3 separate regions of the Rattus norvegicus genome follow, and all the other regions are linked to region 3. The links are chromatin contacts, called in public Hi-C maps. All regions are on one chromosome and are shown on one strand. The core of a region is the stretch at or near the end of the contact, and the rest is flanking DNA. Distances in the headings are between cores, read along the strand shown.

Region 1 (3,920 bases), core at 22-2,521, 190 kb before region 3:
ATGCCAGGCGTTGCACTCAATAAACTGAGGCTGCAGAAGTTCATTATCATGGTGCAATTTTTTTTAATATGAGAGAGAGAGAGAGAGAGAGAGAGAGAGAGAGAGAGAGAGAGAGAGAGAGAGAGAGAGAGGCAGGCTCAGGACAGAAACTGGGGCGTCTCGGAGCGGGGGAGGAGGGGGGCAGACCGCCTACGTCGGCGCCCCCGCTCGGGGCTGCGACTCCAGACGCGACGAAGTGAAAGGGGAGAAAAGAAAGGGAGAGGGCGAGACTGCCGGGGGCGGCCGGCTCCGAGGTGTTAAACATTTTTGTTTGCCTCTGACTTGTGGAGACCGAGGGCCGCGTCTCCGCAGCGCTCGGCCCGGTGGAAGGTGCCCGGGGGTCGTGGTTCTTAGCAACCTACTGCAGGCTGTGGGGGAGTGGGAGGCGGGGAAGCGGGCAGGGTGGCCGCAAAGTAAGACACACGCATGAGACCTCGGGACATAAAACGTCTCCGGGACCCCGCGCCAAGGCTCTGCGGGAAGGATCCTGAAACTGCTCCCCGGGGCATTTCAGCAGCTCCGGGATCCTGCGGTGTGTTGCACAAGTCTCTCCCGAGCGCTGGAGCAGAGGTGCTGGGGACCAACTCCAGGGGTCCCCGCGCTCCACCGGCCGCCTCCTCCAGAGCCTTCACTTACACGCGCACACACACGCACACGCATGCACACACACACACACACACACACACACACACACACACACACTTGCACGCCACCCCGGGCGCGCCGGCTCCGAGCGGCGGCGTGCAGGACTGAAGTGGATGTTCCTCCCCACCCCCGACGCGTCGCCCCCCAGCCCCCGCCCCTGCCTCCTTCCCCCTCCCCTCCCGCTCCTACGCAAATAAGAACTCGGCGATTCCCCTCCTGCCGCTTTGATTTCGGGCACCTCCGACAGATAATTGGGAAGGGTTTCCAGAAGGTGGGAAATGTCACCTGATTCACACTGAACTTTTAAAAGCTCCCCACCCCCAAAGAGCCGGCACACCCTCGGTCGCCGCCGCCCTCCCACAGCCCCACACACTGGGAGACCGCCCACCGCAAACCTCGGAGACCCCCGTCTAGATTTAAAGCGCGGCTGCGCCCGGCTTCTGACGTCCATTGAATCGCGCGGGCGGCCGGTGGCGAGCGCGGGGCTGCGCCGGGATCGCTGCGCCCTCCGCCGCTCGCCTCTGCGACGCGCGCCGCTCGCCCAAGCCACCCGCCGCCGCGCTCCTCGCCCCGCGCCTGCCCCAGGATGGTCTGCGCCAGGCACCAGCCCGGCGGGCTCTGCCTCCTGCTGCTGCTACTCTGCCAATTCATGGAAGACCGCAGCGCCCAGGGTGAGTGGAGGGGATGCGCCCAGAGGTTCGGCTCGGGCAGGGGTTCTACTTTTCTGTCGTCTCCACTTGGTCGGTTGGGACCGACGCGGCTCTAGGAAGATGTTGGAACCACCCGGCTACTCCTGGAGAAAGGAACGGGAGGAAAAGACTGAAGGCGGTGACACTTTGGGATAGAGAGAGGAGTTTAGAGCCAGGTTATCCTCAAAAAAGAGAGGGCTCGAGTGGGGGAACTGGAGCCTCAGTAGTTAGGGGTAGATGCTCCAAGTTCTGGTCCTAATGACTTCAGATGTTATCTCCCCTGGCTGGCTCGGGAGAAGAGCGAGCATCCATAGCTTGGAGAGTGCAGTCGACCTACTAAGCAGTCTACCCATCTTCCTTCCATATCTTTTGGTGACTTTTTTTTTTTTTAATGACGGAGTGGGGGATGGGAGATACCGAATTTTCTTGGGTGGCTTGGGGGACGTGGTTTCAGAAACTTTGCCCAAACTTGGAAATGTGGGTACTGAAATTTTTAGAGGGAGGTAGTTTTACGCTTAGCAGATGCTCCTTCTACCCCTCTCCCCCAAGCCCCGCGAAAAAGAAGAAAGAACAAACCAAATTATTAGCCCGAAGTGTTTTTAAGTACTTTACAGTTTTCTCCACTTTGCCTCATTCCTGTTAACTTCTGTGAAACAAGCAACCCACGGGCTATTTAGACTCCGACCTGGATTAAAGAGCAAATTTCTGAAGTTTATCATCTAAAATTAAAAATGGATTTATTTTATTACAATTAGTCTCCAGGCGGGATTTTTTTTTAATAATGGTAACCGCGCAGCTTGCGCTCCAATTGCTCGAGTCACTTTGGTGATTCATGAGAAGTCTGCTTGTCCAAAGTCCGAAGACATAAAAAGGGACAGGGGAAGAAACTATCTGTAAAGTGGTTCTTGGTAGACATGAGGTAGGTATGTGTGACCCAGCTCTAACACTGCTGCGTTGCCTGTTGGAGCGGTAAGGTTTTGTGTGTTGTACGCTGCCCTCCCGGGCACCGGCCCTAGCCGTCTGCCCGACACTAGGCTGGGCAACCCGCCTTTCTGATAGGGGCGCTGCCCTGGGTGCCCGGACGTGGGCGCCAGGGAAAGCAGCCCTCGGAGATTTCGAAAGACCGTGGTGGCTGCGGGCGTGCTCCGAGCTGGCGGATTGCAAAACGGGCCCGTCGGGCGGGCTGCGCCTCGAGGCTGCTCAAGGCAGATCCAGGCTGGGCCCGACTGCATTTTTTTTTTTTTTTTTGCTTTCATTTTTCACAAATTTCTTTTTGCCTGATCTGTTCCTGCAGATTCATATTCATTCTCCCTCCCCCCTCCTCTCCTTCGCTCCCTCCTTCCCTCCTTTCCACGTCCCCCCCTCTCTTACTTTCTTAACCCCTGTCACAAAAAATTCTCTTACCGCCTACATGAAACCAACATGTAAAAACATCCGTCGCATCCTGTTTTTGTCAGGTTCTTTAATCTGTTCTTCCAGTCGCTGCAGGTTATGAAATGGGACGAATAAAAGTAAACAGTCTAGTAAAAGTCAATGCAAGCTGCACGTGTTGTGTCTGGGTCACTGGTAACTGACATTGATATGGCTAGGCGCAGCGGCTGCTGCTCTAGCCCACCTCCCACCTCAGTGTCGGGTCTTTCCCCACTCACTCCTTTGGAGATTCTCTCTCTCTCTCTCTCTCTCTCTCTCTCTCTCTCTCTCTCTCTCTCTCTCTCTCTCTGTGTGTGTCTCTTCTCCCTTCCTCCCTCCCCCTCCTCCTCCCCTCCCCCCCAATCGCTTGCTCCCCAGCCCCACCAGGCCTCCTTGCCCGGCTCTAAGCAGCCTTCCCTCCCACTACCCCTGGCTCACTCATTCACCTCCTGATCCCCGTCTCTTCACAGCTGGGAATTGCTGGCTCCGCCAAGCCAAGAACGGCCGCTGCCAGGTCCTGTATAAGACAGAACTGAGCAAGGAAGAGTGTTGCAGCACCGGCCGGCTGAGCACCTCGTGGACCGAGGAGGATGTGAACGACAATACTCTCTTCAAGTGGATGATTTTCAACGGGGGCGCCCCCAACTGCATCCCTTGTAAAGGTGGGCCTCCTCTCCCCTAGGCGGCAGGCCCTCAGTAGAGGGCGTCTTGCCCTCAGCGTTCCTACTGTCTGGCTGAGGTTTAGGACTGGCAGAGTTTTGTCTCTCCATTTTTTTTTTTTGGTTTTGTTTTGTGGTTTTTGCTTTTTTTTTGTTTTGGGAGGGTTTTTTGTTTTGTTTTGTTTTGTTTTACTTTTACCCCGGGTGGAGTTAGTTAGGTGGAATCTGTCTCGGCTTGCGCCCAAGGCAAAACAAGGTTAAAAGAGGTCAGTCCCAGGCTTCTTAGCTGAGAATGGTAATGAAAAATGGTAATGACCAACCAGTGTGGTCTTTGAGAGAATTTAGATACAGGACTTGGCCTGAAGTCCCCAACCCCCATATCCCTTCCAGGGGACTGTCTGGGGCCCTCCATCTCGGTTGCATGATTGCGCAAGACATTTGAGACCACCAGTCCACCCCACCCCACCCCTGGCTGACC
Region 2 (4,349 bases), core at 674-3,173, 190 kb after region 3:
AAGTTTCAAAACAACAACAACAAAACATCCACCCACCAACACCTTCCTCCCTTTTCCTTCTACCAGGAAAGATATCCAGTCAAAGTTCGAACAGCAGCAGCATGGGAGGTCATCTGGTTGTACATCTCAGAGGTCATCGAGGGGCTGCTCAAAAGCAGACACTGGGAGTGCTGGGAGGTCACTGATTGAGCGGTAGCAGTACGGGTTTTACTCCCAGGGAACCAATAATCTCTGATCCAGCCTACCTATGCAATCCTTTTGGCCCGGTGGTGGTGGCACACATCTTTAATCCCAGCACTGAGGGGGCAGAGGCAGAAGCAGAGGCAGAGGCAGAGGCAGAGGCAGAGGCAGAGGCAGAGGCAGAGGCAGAGGCAGAGGCAGAGGCAGAGGCAGAGGCAGAGGCAGAGGCAGAGGCCAGAGAACAGAGGCAGAGGCAGAGGCCAGAGAACGGAGAACAGAGGCCAGAGGCCAGAGGCCAGAGGCCAGAGGCCAGAGGCAGAGGCAGAGGCAGAGGCCAGAGAACAGAGGCAGAGGCAGAGGCAGAGGCCAGAGAACGGAGAACAGAGAACAGAGGCCAGAGACCAGAGGGCAGAGGCAGAGGCAGAGGCAGAGGCAGAGGCAGAGGCAGAGGCAGAGGCAGAGGCAGAGGCAGAGGCAGAGGCAGAGGCAGAGGCAGATGGTTCTCTGAGTTTGAGGCCAGCCTGGTTTCAGAAGTTTGTTCCGAGACAGCTAGGGCTACACGGAGAAACAAAAATAATAGTAACGATAGTAAACATAATTCCCTTTCTTATATCTACAGCTCTAGTATTGTTTAATCTTCTCTCCACACCAGTTCACAAGTAAAAAACAAGAAATGAGGCAGATAGAAAGCGAGCCTGAAAGATCCACCAGCAGCTTCAGTGAGTCACCAGAAACACCCCCAGTCTCGGCCACTGGAACTTAATGTGGGGAAGTGCCCATTGCTGGGAGGACTGGTTTCATGCTCTGACCATGCGTTCTGAGAGAGCTGCCTTCAAAGCCTTTGCTGAAAATTTCCCCTCATTACATTATATTCCTGATAATTTCATGACGATCCCAGCTTTCAGGGACACCCAAATCCTTGGTCGCTGCTGCATTCGCCCATCCCACAGGCCACGCCCACGATAACAGCACTCTGAGGGCTTCGAAAGGCCCGGTGTCTAATTCTGTTCCTTCTCAAGTCAGCGCTGAACAACTTCATTCTCCAAGAGAGGCTAGGAGCATCTAGGCTCACGGGGTGTGGCAACACTTAAGTGTCTTATTGAGAAAGAGTTTGAAAATGAAAAGAATTGAAGGGAAAGTGTCTACATGGTCCCGCTGGGAAAGGACTTAAGCCAGCTGAGACACAAGCAGCCACTGGGCCTGCAGGTGGGTGGGGAATGGAACATGTTGACCTGCCCTGCCCACGGCTGCTGATAGGTCTAGGAACATCAGTACAGCTGTTTGGCCAGAATCCCTGGCTCTGCATAGGTTGTCTGGCTGTGGAGTTCTAATAATAAAAATGGTAAAAAGCATACTAAGAGGCCACACCTTTCTGTCAAGAAAGCTTACCCACTACCACACTGAAGAGTTAGTGTCCTGGACTTAGACTGTGTGAGATCAAACAGACTGCTTGACCCCACCATTCTTGGGCACTCTTCTTGTCCTATGTACTGGGCTAAGGTAGCAGAAATAGAAACCTCACAGTCCTTGCAGAAGGTCTAGTGCAAGGAATGCCCATTAGGGTAGGGGTTGGATGTGATGTGTCAGACACATCTGGATTGAGTAGAGTAAGAAGGGTATGCAAAGGCAAGAACCAGGGGATGACACGACCCATTTGGAAAGCTGCAATACCTCACTAGCTGTCACATGTCACGAGCCAGAGTGGCTGGAAACACAGGAGGAGGGCAGGGGTAGGTCACAGAGGGAGGGCCGTCTGTGCTGTGCCAAAGAATGTGAACTTTTATACTTTGGGACATGAGGAGCCACTGCACAATTTGAAGCCGGCAACTGATAAGAACGGATTTCCAGTAGGAGGGGGGGGGAGAAAGGCTTGGGAAAATGTGGTGGCAACAAGGCTAGCTCAGCAACCTAAGCCAGCAGACAAGATGACTGGTCCGAGAATTGCGTGACACATCCAAGTGCCATGTACATGGAACTGGACAAACAGGACAAAAGCAAGAACAGCAACAGTAACACACCCATTCAAGACTCTTCTGGTGCCGAGCTAAAGGTGATGACGGTGGTCCAGCAAGGTTGGTATTCAGAAGGGAAGTCGTGTGTGCAGGAGAGAGACTACCAGGCAAAGCAACAGCACGCGCGTGCTATTTACAGCCAGAGATGTGGGATCAATCATTTGGACAGACGGTGGACTCCAACAGAAGTTAACTTCACACTTTGTCTCTGTGGGAGCCTTCCCACCCAATGGTGACCTGATCCGGTGTAGATAAGATACTTTGTATCGTTCCTCTTTTTTTTTTTTTTTTTTTCCGGAGCTGGGGACCGAACCCAGGGCCTTGCGCTTCCTAGGTAAGCGCTCTACCACTGAGCTAAATCCCCAGCCCCTGTATCGTTCCTCTTAAGAGTCTAACTAAGTACTTTGTAAAAGTCATGGAGGCAGAGGCAGGAAATGAGGAAGAGGAGCTTGGGCCCGCCCATGATAGTAAATAAACTTGTTATTATGTACACAACAAATAAAAATATATTATTGATAGATTAACAAAGTAAATACTGATAAATTCATTACATGAGCACATGCACTCAGAACAAAACCAAGTATTGCTTCATTTGTATCAGTTTAGCTGTCTTCTCCACATAGTGGTTTGCCCCGCTTAGAGATAAGAGGCACCAATAGCTTCATCTGTAAGGTTAGTTATTGCTCAACTGGAAAACATTCCCGTCAGGTCTGTGTCATGAATACCCTGTCTTAGTTTTTATGGAATTACAGATCAATATAATCTCAGAGCCTAAGTCCACACAACTTTGCCAAAATAAACTAACCCAATTGATTGACCCCAGTGATAGAGGAGATCATATTTTGGAAGATGCTATCATAAACTATAAGTCTTTCAGACCCAGGCTCTTTGATGATGAAATTAGAGAAGAAAATGTCTTATCGAGTCACTGGAAGAGAGGTCTGAGAACAATGAATTGGAGGCAGGAGAATCGGGTTCTATGTCATGCTTCCATGGGTGCCCAGTGCGACCTTGGGCAGGCCCCACCCCATGCTTCCTTTGCTCCCTTTCTTCCTCTGTCTCCATGTGGACTTTTAAGAAGTATTTATACTCTTAAGATGAAAGATACAAAGTATGCCACTTAAGTGGAATGGCTGAGTCACTCCACTCAGAATAGGCAGGAAGAACCACCGACCATCCAGCACACCAACTATCTTTATCTGGGGGGTGCTGTTTCCCAGACACTTTGTCAACAAAGGGATTGGGTCACCTGGGCTACCTGATTCCCAACACTTCAATGTAAAAAAGGAAAGTGGAAAAAGAAACTTGGGATGGGGTGGGGTGGGGGGTGGTGGTGGTAGTGGTGTGACTGAGTCCTACAAGTGATCTATATCTCGAGAGAGGATGTCTAAGGCTCGGAGTTTATTGCAAATTCGGGAAGCTTGCAGGTGAATTTGCATTTTTAATAATCACACGGTCGTCACATATTTTCACATATATTTAAGGTTCTGGGATCTGTATGTGTGAGACAGCACCTCAGCCAAGGCAGCTATTACATTTGCAGTGAGAACAAGAGGCTCCTGACATTAAATCTTAACGTCCCCAATGAAGTTGGAAGGTCAGCAGATGGTCTTCTTGTCTTTGCTGAAACTGTTTTTGCTCTCCTTCTGCCCCTGAATTTGTTCACTTGTCCCAGCAACTGAAAGAAAACTCTCAAGAAGTTTGCTAAAGCCTAGGATTTTTTGAAAAATTCAAACATGCTATTCTATATAGAGAAAGTCCCTCTTTCCCCCACACCTTATACAGAAAGCAACCCGCCAAGATCCAGCTCCTTGCCCCATAAAGGGGATAACAAAGTGTCCTTATAACAATGTATCTAAACTTGCCTTTGTGGATAAAGTGTTTTGTAAAACACAAGGTGCCGTCCAAGTAGCAAGTGGTTTAGATTTGTAGGGGTGGAATACTAATTTCCAGAACCACCCAGGCATGGCTGCATTAAGGCTTGTCTAGCGCGTGAGTCAGTCAGGAGACTGAATTTTACTGTGGGGTTCTTGCCATTTCTTGAGCACTGCTTGTTCTAAGTCAGGTTTTCAGAATAGCACATGTAGAGGTGGGCGACCACCGATGTCAACAAGAGAAGAAAACATCCTCAGTTATAAACTCTGCCTTTTGCAGTTC
Region 3 (3,960 bases), core at 1,166-3,665:
TGAACAGACCCCCGCCATTCTGGGAACGTGACGGCTCCCGGCAGCTGTCTTCATCTCCCCGTTCCTTCATACCCTTTGTGCCAATTCTTCTTAAACTAAACAGAAGACTGTGAAGTCAGACCCCAGCCAATAGGGGAAAAGTACAGCTACCATCCATGTTAGAATTAAAAATGGTGATCACCAGCAGGCTTACAGACCTCACTAAGAGCCCTCCCTAGCAATCCTCACCCCCAGAGCGCTTCCAACTATCCAAGTAACCACTGAGCTTCCATTCCTTTCCCGCTGTCTGTGTGTGCTGGACATGGGTACCAGAGCCATATTAACTCTGTGGAGTTGAGAATGATGCACAACTTTAAATGCCCCAGGCTATCCTTCTCTGGTAAATAAACAGGCACCCGAACCTCAATTGGGCAGATCGGGAGAAGGCACACTGCCCTGGTTTCCTCCAGAAAACTGAAGTGGGCACATTTATATAAAAGGTCTAAGAGACCCTTAGAATCCCTTCATGGGCGGAACAGTAAGGCAGTCAGCACACAAGGCGATGCCTCTGTCTGCAAATAGAGAGACAGCAATGCACGTCTTAAAGAACACAGAGCCACTAAGACGACAGCAGCAGTAAGAAAAGTGAAGCTTTGGTGTGGCCACCACTTCCACCAGCTACCTGCTACGGAGAACTCAGTATAATAATCTAAGGTAGCCCAGTTAGCAAGCAAACATCAGGAGAGGGCTAGATGGGAAATTAATTATACATGAAGAAAACAAGCAAAGAGAAGAGGCTAGAAAAAAACCAGCCAAAACTCTGGAAGTGAAAAATGTAATGACCGAAATAAAAATTCAGGGAGCAAACAGCAGACTCGCACAAAAGGAAGAAGAAAAGAAACTGGGGCAGCAGAAGCTCTGGATGCTGCTTTTCATTCCCTGGGGACGTTAGAGATGTGAGGACCAGCCTTCTCATCCAATGGAATTCTAAGATAAGGTGAAGGCATCTGGGCTTTGTTCTAAATTCTACCTCTTGTTCAAGGTGGAAACTTAGCATTTCAGGCTGGCCAAAGGGGGTGGAAGGGATTATCATTCCCTGAATGAGACAATGTATCTTTCCTTCCCAGAAACAATTTCTCAGCTCCAATTGCTGGGGACACTTGCAGAGCATGCCACCATGCTAATCTGACCTCTGAGTTAGGACTCAAAAGAGCATAACTCTGCCCTATTTGTTCCTCAGATACTGACCCAAAGCAGAACATGCTTTCCTTGGCCCTCTGGGCTTCCCCGTTTCTTTGAAGATCTTTTGTCACGTGGTTATCTACAGACCTCCATTGCAAACTGCCTGGTTTTCTCTCGTCTCCATTTTCCCTTCTGTCAACTGTGAAGTCTGCAGCTTCCCTGCCCTGTGGTTTTTCTCTCGCACGCTAATAAACTTGTCTTTGACCTTCCTTTCGGGTTCATTGTGAAATGACTTTATTACTGAGAGTAAGAGCCCCAAAAGAGAAAGCTATAGGCCACAGGCATGTTCAGAGAGGATTGGAAAAGAAAGAAAGGTAGAAATGTAGTCTAGAGAAGAAATAACCAAAGTCCATGGGGGGAATGAGTATATGCAAAGCCCAGAATACTCTAAGCAAACTGAAATAAGGTTTTCATGGAGACACAGGATAAACATATTGTCAGAAATCAATGACAAAGGCTCTTGAAAACAGCCAAAAAAAAAAAAAAAAAAAAAAAAAGACTCACTGCTTGTAAGGGAAATCCCCATATGACTACAAGCAGATTTCTAAGCAGAAACATTTAGTGCAGGAAGGTTAACTGATACAGACAAATCAAAAAAAAAAAAAAAAAAAAAGGGGGGGGGGGTACAAGTCGGCCAACCAAAAATCCATCACAGCAAAGTTAGCCCTGAATCCCGATATGGGTGACAGAGAAGGCTTTCCCCAACTGAGTAACAGAAAGAGATTCCATCCTAAGATCTGCCACATAGCAGGCAGTTGAAGCAACAGATAGTTAATTATCGACATAAAACACACAAAGACAAAACTCGGCATCCGGCAAAAGCCGGCATCCACACAAATTCAGAATGTTCTAACCCTCACCAGGACATTGCTCCAGCCTCCCCTTCACCTCCCTTCCTGGTGCTCCCCCTTGAAAGAATTCAGATGAGACACATGCAGCCCAGAGCAGAAGCTAAGCAGGGTTTATTACAAGATATAGTGGACTGAGTGGGCGACGGCCAAAGGGAGCTACGTGTTTAGGTAGGCTTTGTATTGTTTCTAAATCTTGGAACAGACATCGCTCCTGAGGGACGGTTTATGTCTAGGTGACTGACAGTCCGGTGTGGGTTGGCTCTTAAAGGAGAAGTTACAGTGTGTGAGGCCTCCGGTTAGATAGTAAACTTTTGACCTTCCAGCCAGCTCAGAAGTCCGAGTCTCTACCCAGGGCCAGGGACGTGACTCAGATTTCCTCCTTTGGATGAGTAACATGTAACAGACTAGCAGATTAGAACAAATTGCAGCAAAACCCAAAATGAATCTAAAAGGAAAACAAAAGCCTGGGAGAAAGAGCCATCCCTCTGCTCCTCCGGCGATGCGGTCCCTTGGCCCCGGCGACTTCTACCTTCTTGCTTCTTCTCTTACCTGTAGCTGTGCTGTCGCGGAGACCTTCACGTTTTGAGAGCTGCTGTACTGCATTCGTCCCCTTTCACGAGGGCATTTGAACTGCTGCTGGGACGGCTCCCAGTGCTTTTGCCTGCTACTTTTCAGCCCCCAAATGAAAGAGTCTTAATGGGCCTGAGTTCATTTTCAAGTCAAAGACAGAGCAAGCCTCTAGAGGTCAGATCTGAAGGACCATAGCGTATCTGACATCTTCCACCCATCTCCCCAAGAAAATCCTGAGATCTTTCCCTTTTGGGAAATGGGAAACACCTTGCTTTAAGACAGCTTTTGTCCCATTTTCCCAACTCAAAGCTCTCTCCTCATCTAATCTCTGTCTTCTAATTTGCCTTGGGAGTGGTGACAGGTAATATAGGAGCACCAAGTCCAGGAACAAGTGGACTCCTCTTGCTTCTGCTCAAGTGTCTACAAGCTGGGGGATTACAAGGAAGGAATCCATCATCACTGGCCTTCAAAAATCTGCTGGTCTCTAGCTATCTAGCAAAAGTTATCAAAAATAACCATAGATACAGTATTTTAGACACACCATCAAAAGGAATAAAAACCTGTCATTACAAAAAGAAAAAATCAAATCAACACAAAGAAATGAAGAGTCGAAGACTACACAAGAGTCAGAGAACCATGAATGGCAAATGCTTCCCTATCTACAGTGCCCTTAAATGTCCTTGGCTAAAATTGTTTCATCAGAAGGCAGAGTGCTGGAAGCATTAAAAGATGTGGTGGTTAAAAAAAAAAAAGGAAACCAGACACACAAAAGCCCCAAACTTGGGCATTAAAAACACAAAGTACAAGTGAGATGTGTAGGAGGATGTGGGGGAGTATGGAGGAGCGTGAGGGAGCACGGAGGAGTGTGAGGGAGGGCCACTGGCTATGGTGGAGCCTTGATTGACTTCAGTGAACATAATTCAGGGGCTAGGGTCTGGGACAATCAACAGCCACCATAGCCACTGAGAACTAGTAGTTTCTTAGTCTTCCATTTCCAGAACTTGAATAAGTTTCAGAAAAGACTTTTATTGTGGACAATAGTTTAAAAGCAAACAAGCAAAGCTCTCAAGGGGCTGCCACTCAGGGTCTTTTCTAGAGGTTAATGAGGCCTTTCTGGGTAGAACCACGGGAAAGGAAGTGGTCCCTCAGGTTGATCCAACCCCCAAGTGTTCACTCATCCCGGTGACTTGGCTGGTATTTCGGCACACCTTCCAGGGCGGGAAATGTGTGTGAGGCATCTGATCACACATGTCTCCAAGGCTGATGTGCTCATTGAATTGTCATGTAAAGAGAAAGAAAGATGAGAAGGAGAAACCAG

Evidence for each region. Hi-C and Micro-C count contacts between places; a contact is called where the count stands out from the background.
Region 1: a contact with region 3 is called in a Hi-C map of liver, with 4 times the contacts expected there. The contact joins the promoter of Fst here to the enhancer-like site in region 3. A contact is called at or near these places in 6 of 12 Hi-C or Micro-C datasets (the A7r5 cell line, the Rat2 cell line, kidney and 2 more).
Region 2: a contact with region 3 is called in a Hi-C map of liver, with 2.5 times the contacts expected there. The contact joins two enhancer-like sites. A contact is called at or near these places in 2 of 12 Hi-C or Micro-C datasets (liver and psoas muscle).

Annotation. Positions count from the first base shown.
Region 1 is chr2:47,860,643-47,864,562 of GRCr8, reverse strand. It overlaps Fst (follistatin), which reads left to right and starts at 1,271. Exons shown (of 6, transcript NM_012561.3): 1 at 1,271-1,355; 2 at 3,254-3,445. The coding sequence starts at 1,271. It overlaps LOC120100717 (a long non-coding RNA gene), which reads right to left and starts at 3,370. Exons shown (of 2, transcript XR_005500667.1): 1 at 3,230-3,370; 2 at 908-2,855.
Region 2 is chr2:47,476,710-47,481,058 of GRCr8, reverse strand. All of the region lies in intron 4 of Arl15 (ADP-ribosylation factor like GTPase 15), which reads right to left. The region is part of intron 3 of LOC120100716 (a long non-coding RNA gene); the gene reads left to right. Among named protein-coding and RNA genes, the nearest start is that of Trnat-agu8, 250 kb to the left of the region's middle. Within about 2 kb of position 1,923, at least 9 of the 93 cell types and tissues checked have an H3K27ac peak or open chromatin away from gene starts, as enhancers often do. A contact at or near this core is called in liver, where this site is marked.
Region 3 is chr2:47,670,831-47,674,790 of GRCr8, reverse strand. No RefSeq gene overlaps it. Among named protein-coding and RNA genes, the nearest start is that of Trnat-agu8, 58 kb to the left of the region's middle. Within about 2 kb of position 2,415, at least 5 of the 93 cell types and tissues checked have an H3K27ac peak or open chromatin away from gene starts, as enhancers often do. A contact at or near this core is called in liver, where this site is marked.